Regions from separate parts of the Mus musculus genome. Here regions 1 and 2 are each linked to region 3. The links are chromatin contacts, called in public HiChIP or PLAC-seq maps. All regions are on one chromosome and are shown on one strand. Each heading gives the region's core, a stretch centred on a gene start, on an enhancer-like site or on the middle of the called end of the contact. The rest is flanking DNA. Distances are from core to core; before and after follow the strand shown. Region 1 holds the start of Hoxd12 (homeobox D12). Region 2 overlaps Rapgef4 (Rap guanine nucleotide exchange factor (GEF) 4). Region 3 holds the start of Scrn3 (secernin 3).

Evidence for each region. HiChIP or PLAC-seq counts read pairs in DNA pulled down with a chosen protein or histone mark.
Region 1: an H3K4me3 HiChIP or PLAC-seq map of stem cell-derived neural progenitor cells shows a contact between it and region 3, with 2.9 times the contacts expected there. The contact joins the promoter of Hoxd12 here to the promoter of Scrn3 in region 3. A contact is called at or near these places in 3 of 115 datasets of contacts at active chromatin or transcription factors (embryonic hindbrain, forebrain and stem cell-derived neural progenitor cells).
Region 2: a contact with region 3 is called in an H3K4me3 HiChIP or PLAC-seq map of the SCID.adh cell line, with 6 times the contacts expected there. The contact joins the enhancer-like site here to the promoter of Scrn3 in region 3. A contact is called at or near these places in 14 of 39 promoter capture datasets (the 3T3-L1 cell line, the C10 cell line, the HPC-7 cell line and 9 more) and 11 of 115 datasets of contacts at active chromatin or transcription factors (the SCID.adh cell line, acute myeloid leukemia, embryonic forebrain and 5 more).

Annotation. Positions count from the first base shown.
Region 1 is chr2:74,673,118-74,676,534 of GRCm38.p6, forward strand. It overlaps Hoxd12 (homeobox D12), which reads left to right and starts at 1,896. Exons shown (of 2, transcript NM_008274.3): 1 at 1,896-2,537; 2 at 2,697-3,417. The coding sequence starts at 1,970. The coding sequence ends at 2,935.
Region 2 is chr2:72,201,476-72,205,132 of GRCm38.p6, forward strand. The region is part of intron 15 of Rapgef4 (Rap guanine nucleotide exchange factor (GEF) 4); the gene reads left to right. Among named protein-coding and RNA genes, the nearest start is that of Map3k20, 82 kb to the right of the region's middle. Within about 2 kb of position 2,351, at least 42 of the 459 cell types and tissues checked have an H3K27ac peak or open chromatin away from gene starts, as enhancers often do. A contact at or near this core is called in the SCID.adh cell line and acute myeloid leukemia, where this site is marked.
Region 3 is chr2:73,310,836-73,314,822 of GRCm38.p6, forward strand. Scrn3 (secernin 3) reads left to right here and starts at 1,817. Exons shown (of 8, transcript NM_029022.1): 1 at 1,817-1,878. Cir1 (corepressor interacting with RBPJ, 1) reads right to left here and starts at 1,757. Exons shown (of 10, transcript NM_025854.3): 1 at 1,582-1,757. The coding sequence starts at 1,653.

The DNA.
Region 1 (3,417 bases), core at 646-3,145, 1.4 Mb after region 3:
CCGCCCTTCACTGTTGATCTTGACCGTGCGGCGGCGCCTCGTCAGGCGTGGAGCACGCTCGCCATCTCCTGGGCGTTTGGCGACATTGGCAGAGCTTGCCATTCTGCTCCTCAGCTCCCCCCCCCCCCCAGCCCCCAACATCCCAGACAAGCCTCCCTTCCTCCTCCCACCTTCCCTCATGGTCTCCAGCCTTCAGCATCAGCCACCAGCTTTCTCAAAAAGAACTTTGCCTACCAGACCTTGAAAGTTATAGACTTGGAGGAATGAAGTGGGTCGATTAAGGGGGGGAAAAAACCTGGAAAAAAAATCTAGCTGTCCTTTTCATTCCTGATTCACACTTATGTATTTGGTCCTGAGAAGCAAACATAATTATAAGGCAGCCATAGTCTAAGGATGCACCCTTAGGCCTGTAACTACCTAGGAATCTCTGTGCAGGAGGCAGGGGCTCTGAGAGTGCTGGAACTATTAGAACTGAAAATTCAGGCCAGAGGATGCTCCAGTAGAAAGGAGAGAATTCTTCAAAATGAAAGCTATCGAATACCTAATCTAAGGCTTCTAAAAACCGACTTAAAACTTCTGCCTCCTCCCACCTACCAGAAAAGAAAGTATGGAGTCCCAATTCCTGAAAAGGAGGAAACTCTAGTAATGCCCCAGGATCCTTAGACTTCCCCCACCCCCACCCTCCTCCCGCCCCAGAGCTGGAGGAAGAGGACGATTGCGTCCTGAGAGCCGCCCAATTGGTCGCCGTAACTCACACAATAAAGTCCCAGCGAGGTGGTCAGCCTTGCCCTCCGGCGGCGCCTGTGTGGTCTCCTTGCCAGAGCTGGGGGCCTAACCAGTTCCAGCTTGGCTCATGGACCATGGGTCCTGCTTTAGGCTAGCGCGGGCTCCCACAACACAGTCTCTTGAGGAGAAAAGCCTTATTCCCTCTGGACCATCCAGAAGGCCCTGCCTCAGGGGTTAAGCACACTTACTACACACACGGAGCGTTGCCTGTTTTGCCCAGACAGTGAACCCGCAGCGGCCCGCGTGCCTGGAGGCACCGACAAAAGAGACTCAGCTAGCTGATTGTTCCTGTGCGACTGTGCCTCCTCAGCCAGGTGGCTCGGACTTTTCTGCCCCTCCAACTCTCAGTTGGACGGCTAGGAGCTTGGCTAGTAGGGAATAGTCACCAAGATGACCCCAGGAGAGAAAAGAAATGTAATTTTTCACAAGATTGGCTCCTCGGACTGCGGAATTGCCTGAGGGGACTGGATAACAACGCTATGAGCACAGTTCCTGGGAACAAATGTCAGGAACAGCGTGAAGATTCCTTAGGTACCACACTTGAGCAGTTTGTGCCGCCTTTCACCTTTGTTTGGTCAACCTCTTGTATTGTCTGTGACCTGGGGCTACAGGGTCAAGTGAATGGGTCCTTGCTGCCAAGTGCCTTTGGCAGAGACCACTTTAGAGGCCCTTTCTATAAAAAAGGATTGGTTGCTCAGATCCAGGAGCAGTCCGTGCCACTGCCAGCTCTTCTCCAGTCAAGCCCAGGTACCCTTATTGGAAAACGTCTGAATTGCAACTTAAAGTTTGTAGACGCAAAGCCCGGCCCAGGCAGCCTGCGAAATAAGGGCTGGGAAGACTAACCCAGAGCAGGAAAACTCCCAAGAGACACTTGGGCAAAGGCACCCTCATCCCAATGTCACCGGCTCCTGAAAGAGGTCTGGAAACTTTCAAGGGCTTCGCCCTCCCTCAACAGGCTTTGGCTCTGCTAGCAGCCTCGTCCTTCGCCGTCGAACATTGAGTGTTATCATAATACCCTGAAAGGGGGTGGGGGTGGGGACGGGTCGGGGGATGTAGGCGGTGCTGAAATGACCGGCTTTGAAGAACCTGCAGGCAAAGTTTTGTCCAATCCTCTGAGCCCGTCCTCCTATTCCGGGTTGTAACTAAATACTGTTGCGAGCACAGCCGAGGCCCTTTGTTGGAGATGTGTGAGCGCAGTCTCTACAGAGCTGGCTATGTGGGCTCGCTTCTGAATTTACAGTCACCGGACTCTTTCTACTTTTCCAACCTGAGAGCCAATGGCAGCCAGTTGGCCGCGCTTCCCCCCATCTCATACCCTCGCAGCGCGCTGCCCTGGGCTACTACGCCCGCCTCATGCACCCCTGCGCAGCCTGCCACCGCCTCTGCCTTTGGAGGCTTCTCTCAGCCTTACTTGACCGGCTCTGGGCCAATTGGCCTGCAGTCTCCAGGCGCCAAGGACGGACCCGAAGACCAGGTCAAGTTCTATACGCCTGATGCGCCCACCGCATCTGAGGAACGCAGCCGGACTAGGCCGCCCTTCGCCCCCGAGTCTAGTCTGGTTCATTCGGCTCTCAAAGGCACCAAGTATGACTACGCGGGTGTGGGCCGGACCGCTCCAGGCTCTGCGACCCTGCTCCAGGGGGCCCCCTGTGCCTCCAGCTTCAAGGAAGACACCAAAGGCCCGCTCAACTTGAACATGGCAGTGCAAGTGGCCGGGGTGGCCTCTTGCCTGCGATCTTCACTGCCCGACGGTAAACAGTGCCCATGCTCCCCCAAGCCAGTTTAGGCAGGGACGGGAGGTGGGGTGTCAGGGACAGTTGGACAGGGAGGAGACCCGCCAGCAGTGGTGAACGTCTGTGGGGCGGGCAGTTGATCTGAGCGAGCTGACATGGGTCGGGGCTCTGTTGCAGGCCTGCCGTGGGGGGCGGCCCCGGGGAGGGCCCGCAAGAAGAGGAAACCCTACACAAAGCAGCAGATTGCGGAGCTGGAGAACGAATTCCTGGTCAATGAATTCATCAACCGGCAGAAGCGTAAGGAATTGTCTAACAGGCTGAACCTCAGCGACCAGCAGGTCAAAATCTGGTTCCAGAACCGGCGTATGAAGAAGAAGCGGGTAGTGCAGCGCGAGCAAGCACTGGCCCTCTATTAGCTGCCCACGGGGGCCTGAGGCCTTGCCAAGCCTGCCCTTTTGGACCAAGGCCTGGCTGTGGAGGAGGTGTTGGGGCTGCAGATTTCCCTCCCACTCCTCTGGTCCTGGGCGCCCTTCGGCTCAGTCTGTAGCTGAGGAACCAGGAGGAGATTTGGAGATGAGGCCAGTGGAGCCCCCTTCGCTTTCAGCTCTCTTTGGGACCCTCCTGAGAGGTGTTTGGGAATTGCAATCTAACACTGGCTTTAAACATTCAGCATGGTGTCTGGGGGTCACCTGTCCTTGTCTATGATGTTTACATCCGGGGCTCACTATTGAAACACTGTATGAGGGTTTGTTTTTTCCGGTTTTCAACGTGTTCTTTTTCTTTTTCTTTCTCTATCCAGCTCTTTCTGCATGAAACAGGAGCCTAGCTAGAGCTCCGGGTATAAGTGCAGGTAGAAAGGCCCTGAGACCCCGCTGCAGTGCAAGGGGCTGGGGATAAC
Region 2 (3,657 bases), core at 1,101-3,600, 1.1 Mb before region 3:
GCAGGCCCCAGTGATGAGACGCTGTGGTATTTGAATGCCCTGGGGAAGTTTCAGATAAAGTGTTTTCCCTTTGCTCTCAGAGTGACTGAGGACACGGATGAGACCCTGATTTTGAGTAGAAAACATGTCGTCGCATTGAACTCCTGGCCACCCATTCTTGCCAGTGTCAAATGGAAGTCTCACTTCACATTTCTGGAGCTTCCTGTTTGTTTAACTGGGGTCGTTTCCGGAGCACCCGGGCTCCGTTTCAGCGTTTGCTGTAACTCCCTTCCTAAGACTGTTGCACAAAATGTACCAACATTTGTGTGGTGAGACAAGAGACTTAGCAGTGAGCCTCTAGGAGATCGGGGCTTGCTGTTTTTTTAAGTGGGGATTCATTTCCAATCTGTGTATAAGAAAAGCAGATGAATGTTTGTTTACTAAGGAAACATCACCAAATAATATGTTGAGGGAGCATTTCCCTTTGTTGGCAAGTACAGTGGGGTTCCCTTTATCAGCGCGCTCACCCAAACTGATGAGTTCCTATTGTTTCCACTAAAAGCCTATGACTCCGATGTTTTCATCTGGGTAAGTCAACATATTTGAGAAGAAGACAGGAAGAAACATATTATTAAATAAGCACTGTATGCTTTGTAGATTGTCTCTAATCCTTACAACAACCCTGTTTAAGGGATGGAGGCATTTCGCTTGCTCAAGGACTCCTTAAACCCATGACTCTCAACCTTCCTAACACTGTAGCCCTTCAGTACAGTTCCGCATGTTGTGGTGACCTCCAACTGTAAAATTATTTTTGTTGCTACTTCATAACTATAATATTGCTACTGTCATGAATCTGAATGTAAATATCTGATATCTGACCCCTCTGAAGGAGCTGACAACCCACATTCCCCCACCCTGAAGAGGTTATGACTCATAGGTTGAGAACCACTACCTTAAAGGGAAGTTCAACTTGGCCGCCTTCCACACCTCTGGTCCCCATTCTTCCTAGATTCTCTTATCAAACGAGAGTAGTGTGCTGCATGGGTGACAAAATACGCAGAGTGGGGGCTTGCATCAGGACATATCCATCTGTCTCACGCCCGTGGGAATTCCTTACACAATACAGAATGGCTACTATTTATGTCACAGTTACTATCAGTAAATATGAGGTGCTATCTGTAAGTCTTCAGTTCGAGGTGCCTTCCCCTTTATGAATTCAGTGGAATGAAAACTCAAACCAAAGGTGATAGAAGAGACTGTGTGTCTGACTTTTATTTTAATACTGTACCGGTTTTCTACTGGTGTCCTGCCATCCGGTCCAAATTTCTTACATAATTTAAAGATAATGCACGTGTGAACATTTGTAGCAAGCTATTTGTATCGTGCACTGGGTACAAAAGAATACACCACAAAGTCATCTTCCAAAAGAACGCAAAGCTTCTCTCTCCTAAGAGGTTACTTCCCCAGACTGACTGGAAATAAAAGGAGAGCCTGGGAGTAAATTTTATGGCTGATGTTCTCATCAACCTTAACAACATATCAACAACCGTGTCTGCAGACACACAGTTGAGGGTATCTGTCTCTGTGGAAGTTGTTCTTTTTAAACTCAGAGAACATCATCACATTGGTGGCAATAATGTTATTTTTCTGATTTATGCCCCGCCCCATCCCGAGAAACCTAGGTTAGTTTATGTATACACTTGAAGCTTGAAAAACTGCCTGACTCTGCCCAAGCCACTGAACAGTGGATGCTTCATGGATGCTGATATTAAGTCAGTGGTCTGGATGATGCAGTTACCATGATACCCACTTTGGGGGATGTCTTGGTCCCTGGGTTGTGAGAATTCAGTAATTTGAGACGATTGTCCTGTTCATGTTGGGGCCATGCCCTTTTCTTTAGACTAGTTTTCCTGCTCAACAGTCCCCAGCTTGTTCACAGGAAGAGCAGCAAAAAAGTTCCTCCACCCCTGGCCCTTGCTTTGGTTGTTCTAAATGCAGACTTGGTATTAGGGAAAAAATTTTCTCTCACAAGTTTAAAACAACCTGCTGACTGATACAATGTAGCCAACTGGGGTGAGTTTTTGATCAGAACGGGAGTAGCTTCTGCTTGCCATAAACTGACAAAGGTTGTGCCATCTGGTCTCAATCGCTCTTAACCCCTATAGAGCAAGGGCTCAGGTCGTAGACACCTGCCTGTTTCTGGTATGATGTAAAGCCAGAATCTGGTGTTTTGGGCAAAACTGGGGCCATCCAGAGGTTTCTAAGCCCTCTTTTCCTCTTCAGTCCCCTGCCCCCACTCCTGAGTTCTGTGGCAAATATAGGCTGGGTAAGGAAAGCACAGAGCTGAACCACTAGAGGGCGTCAGGGACCAAAGAAAGATCTTGTGGGGTGTGACTGGCCAGCCAGGCAAAGCCTGAAAGAAGACACTTGCTCTCTGTTGAGGTGACAGCTTGTGTGGCTTGCCCGTGGGTCTTTTGTCTACGTGATCAGGCGGAACACCCTACCTAAGGGAAGTCCAAACAAGGAGAGCCAGAGAATAAACAAAGTGCTTCAGAATGGAAGTTCTGACAATCCGACGCGTAGCCCGTGGATCTCGCTATCCAGACAACACGTGAAGTAACAGGCTCATTCAGGGGTCAGTTAAGGAGTGCATTTATACCCTTATTCAAATAAAAACTGCTTTCGAAAGCCTCCTTGAAGAGGAAGACTTTTAATTACACAGTGAATTTCCTGTTCAAAATGGGCTGTTGACAGCCAGACCTGGTCCCTTCTACACATAGAGCATCTTGCTGCATAGGCAAACAAAAACAAACATCAAACAAACAAAAATCAGCCGCACAGTCGCATTCTCTAGTGTTTGCCAGTTTCTCCACCTGCAGTGTAGAGGTGGTATTAACTAGCAGGAGCAAGTAAACAAGGAGCCTCATTCCGCACCCACCTCATTGTTGGGGACATAGTAAACACCAGAAAGGTGTAGAATACTCTCCCCACTCCGCTTCCCGATTTATCTGGCCATACGCTCCTCCTCATGTAGAGAGTCCTGTTCATATATTCGAGCTGTGCCTCCGTAGGAGAGCACTTGCCTAGCGCTCATACGGCCCGGAGTTCAACCTCCAGGGCTGCCACACTTGCTCTGTCCCCATGTCCTCAGGATCGTCTGCTATCACTTCTCGTCCATCCCTCAGGCAGGAGGTAAGACCCGCTGATGCTGATGAGGGGCTCTTGCCATCTCTATGCACCTCCTCCACAGCCTCGAGCAGGCAAGAAAGGCACAGAGGTGAAGGGGCTAAGGAAGCTGGGTTTGCTCCGAGCTCCATCCTGTCTCTGCTTCCTGAACACGAGAGAATGCTCTTTGCATTGTTATATTCCCTTCCCATCATCCCGCCAAGCAGGAAGGCAGGGTCTGGGTGCTACTGGGGATACCTACACGATCTTCATGTGTTCTGCCCATCTACAGCAAGCGCTTACACTGTCTGCATTCCGACTTTAACTCACGTTCAATCTCAAAATCAACTTGCTCTTGTTGATTGGAGGGTTGGAGGGCACCCCGAATAGATCCCTCAAAATAATGACTAACGCAGCCCCCTAAAATAATTCGTAATTGATATTGAGTAATTTGCATCCAGGTTTCTGCTTCTGATCTAATTCCTGTCCGTGATGCCCCCCGGGTTTGTTTGC
Region 3 (3,987 bases), core at 567-3,066:
GTTTTAGCCACTAGCAATTTTGACAGCCCTCCAGCCCACTTGTCTTCTATAATGAAACACATCTAATACACTGAAATGAAAAGATGCTCACAGCACTTAGAAGAGAAGACGGGTGTCTTGGACCTGAGCATTGTGGATAGAGTTCCCTGGCTTCTTCCAGGATGGCACCTGCCCTTTAGCTGTTTTCACTGTGTTTAGCTGAGTGTGTTGGCCCATGTCCATAATCCTAGAACTCAAGAGGCTGAGGTAGGACTACTAAGTATTCCAGACCAGTCAGAACTACACAGTAAGACCCCAACCAAAACAGAAAAATTACCGTGTATCTCAAGCTTTAGACTGTACAGTTATTTTCATTAGTCTCGACTGCTCAAGACTCAATTCCAGTAACTGAATTAAAAATAAGATGCAGCTCCATTGTCAAAGTGCTCACAATGCTTCTCCTGCATATTATAAACTACTTTATGACCTAGGAGAAGTGGTAGTTGATTGCAGTGGCTTCCACCTGTAATCCCAGCATGCGGGGGTGGGGGTTGGGGGTGGGGGCAGGGGGTTGGAGGCAGAAGGACAAGGAGTTCAGGGCTATCCTCCCTAGACAGCAAGTTTGAAGCCAGCTTAGACTGCAGGAGATCCCACCTCAAATAGAGGCTATGAAACACATAAAGAAATACACTCGTGGGGATTAGGAGTACTACAAAATAAACAGAACAAGACTTTTGGGGTCAAGGAGTAAGGCTGAGATCTGGCAAGCCCTCCCCACTCCCAAGGGACTTAAAAACCTAAGTAACTATATTTGCAGATAACCAGTGTTAGCATTTCTTGCACTTTCTTCCACAGATATCCTAATGTACATGCATGCTAATATATACATTCTTTAGATGTATGGTAATATACAGGACCCACAACTGGTTTGGAAACAAAAGCGAAATATATTCTCATAAGTTTGTGTACTTTTGAGTACTTGAGTACTTTTCTTAACACACAGTGCTAAGCCTTCATTTCGAGTTTCTAGTCATTGGCCATACTATCTCATCTAATCTCCCTAAAATTTTTACAAACTAGGGCAACTGACACTGATAATTCTTGATCAACAGTGTACGAGGCTAATGCTCACATCATTGACTATTTTGTGCGAGGCCTCAGGGCTACATGTAACTGTACTGAACTAAGAATCCAAAGCCCAAGCACTCTCCCGTCGCCATTCTTTGGCGCTGTAATTCTCGCCACGGCCCTTCTGTGTCCAGCAACTGGTTGCCCTGTGATTGTTTAAAACGCTCAACTTGAACGCAGCCATCAGAAACACACTACGGGATGGAGAGTGAGCAGAGGGAGGATTTCTGCCAGAAGATCTCCGTTAAGCAGGAGTCTCGACCCAGAGCAGAGTTCACCGGCTTGGGGCTGTAGGAGACGGATCCTGAACGGACAGTGTTATCAAACCATGCGTGGGTCTCCCCACTGACTGACAGGCGGGACTTGGGGGATCATTCCTGCAAGGGGGAAAGATCGACGACTCCAGCCGTGAGGAGGATACGACCCTCCCAGGGAGCTTAGCAATCTCTGCCCTCTCCGGATGCCTTTACTCACCTTCTTGATGTTGGATTTGGACGCAGGATGGAAGTCCTTCTTACACATGAAATTGGCGAATGACTTCCCCATCTTGGCGTCTGAGTCGGAGAAGCCAACCGCTAGGTCTTCTCGGAACGTAAACAAACTCCCGGAGCTTCACCGGAACTGCTAGGCAAGTTTGGGCGAGAACTTCCGAGGTCGGGAGGATGACTACTTCCGTGGTTTGACGCTTGGCACCGCCCCTCTTGCTCTCTTCCGGCAGTCGCTTCTGGTGGCTGCCGCGGCTTTGGCGGCGTCCGCGCGTGCGCAGCAGAGGTAAGCTTGGGGAACCCCCTGTGCGCGATGCTCGCTCTCTGCGGGGTCGCGAGCGGCGGCGGGCTCTGCTGCGTCAGCTTCGATCCGAGCGCGGTCAGCCCGAACAAGCGAGGTCTCGAGGTTCGAGCCCAGCACTTTCTGGCAACGCCGACTCCAGTTGCAAAAAAATTTTCTTTTGCCGCGCAGTTCCCATGTAGATTAAGTTGTCTCCCGGCAACTGTAGGACGTTTGTGAGCCTCGGAAGATTGGTGTTACCAAAAGCACGGGAATAGACTGTTAGAAGCTCAAGAACCTAGGCTCTTCCTTTCCAATTACTGTTAAGGTTTAATAATAATTATAATAATAATAATAATATTATTATTATTATTATTATCATTATGTATACCTCGCCATGTAGCATTGGTTGCCCTTGAACTAACAGATCCGTCTGCCTTTGCCTTCCCAGGCCTGGGATTAAAGGCCTGCGCCACTACACCCAGCTCCCTTCCGTTATTTCTAGCCATGCAGAAGTTTGCTCAGCAAACATCGTGAATGATGAGAACATGTTAGGGCCAACGACTTTCTCCCTGGGTGCGGGTTTCTTAGCTGTTGCCGCCATCCCAGTTTCGGGTAAGCAAGGCTTAGTCCACTGAGGATAGTCACTTAGTCTGGTGAGGATAAGAATGCCAAGGTACAACGGATGTCAGCTTTCATTTGGGTGTTGGCTGTGTGCCAGTTTTTTGTTTTTTTATCTTGTGTTATTCGTGGCGCGGTCCACGTAACGCTCAATCTTCAATTACAGGCATGCACCACCAAGCTGGGTTTTCACCTTCTAGGTGGTGTTTTAATAATTATTTACTTATTTATTTTAATACTGACGGGCCTGGAAAAAAGGAGAATTAATAGCCTGCCTAAATTATGTGTTGGAGTAGCTAACTTTGGAGCACAGTAAGCAGGAGATCAAGAAATTTAGAGGGGCGACACAAAAGAAAAACTGGTACGTCTTCCCATCTTTGAGATGGAGAAGACCCTTTACTTGTTCCATGGTGAACTTGTTTCTTGAGTCATTTTGAGACATAGGCTAGCTTTAAACTCTAGCTCATCCTGCCGAGTCCTGAGATTGCAGGTGGGCTATCATATCCTGCTTTGCTTTCCTTTCAATAAAACATTTATTGTATTTATATTTTTTATTTTGTTTTAAAATATTTAGGATGCTCCCATATAAAACTATGCTAAGAATTGGTTCTTCCTGTTTGTTTTTTTTCAGGGTTTCTCTGTGTAGCTCTGGGTGTCCTGGAACTCACTCTGTAGGCCAGGGTGGTCTGGAACTCAGAGATCTGCCTCTGCTTCCCAAGTGCTGGGATCAAAGGTGTGCACCACCACCCCCAGCATGATTTGGTTCTTATAAAAGAAGGGAACTGGGTTAGAGAGAGAGAACAATGGTTAAGATAGCTCAGTGCTTTCCCTGAAGACTTGAGTTCCGTTCCTAACACACAAGGTGGCCGTGCACGAAGCCTTACAACCTCTAACTCCAGCTCCAGGGGATTTGAGGCCCACTTCTAGCTTTCTCGGGCATCCCCATTCTTAGTGTAAACACACACACACACACACACACAAATAGTAAAAATAAACCTTTAAAAAGATAAATAATAGAAGTAAACTAAAACTATGTCTGTTCTGGAAGCAAAATAAAAATAGGAGATTTTGAATGGTTCTACAAACTGGAATTTAAGATTTTCCAGATCACAGAATCTGGAAAAGAGAATCCGTACGTCAGTTCTGTAGTCAGGATTTCTAAGTTACAAATGTGAACTTCCTGAAAACATGAAAGGTGGCTTTTTTTTTTTTTTTTTTTTAAGACACTACCCCTGGCTGTCCTGGAACACAGGGCTTGCCTCAAACTCAGAGATTCACCCATCTCTGCCTCCAAAAGTGAGATCTCCAAAGTACTGGGTCTGCTTCAAATTGTCTGTCTTTTCAATATTATAGTCTCTGTGTGCGTTTTTCCTCAAGCCAAAGGAGACCTCCTCTGTAGCAATATTGGGAACATTTGTTTGTTTACATAAATTCCTTTTTGGTTGTTTGGTTTTGGTTTTGTTGTCGTTTATGTTGGGGGGGGGGGGCAGGGTA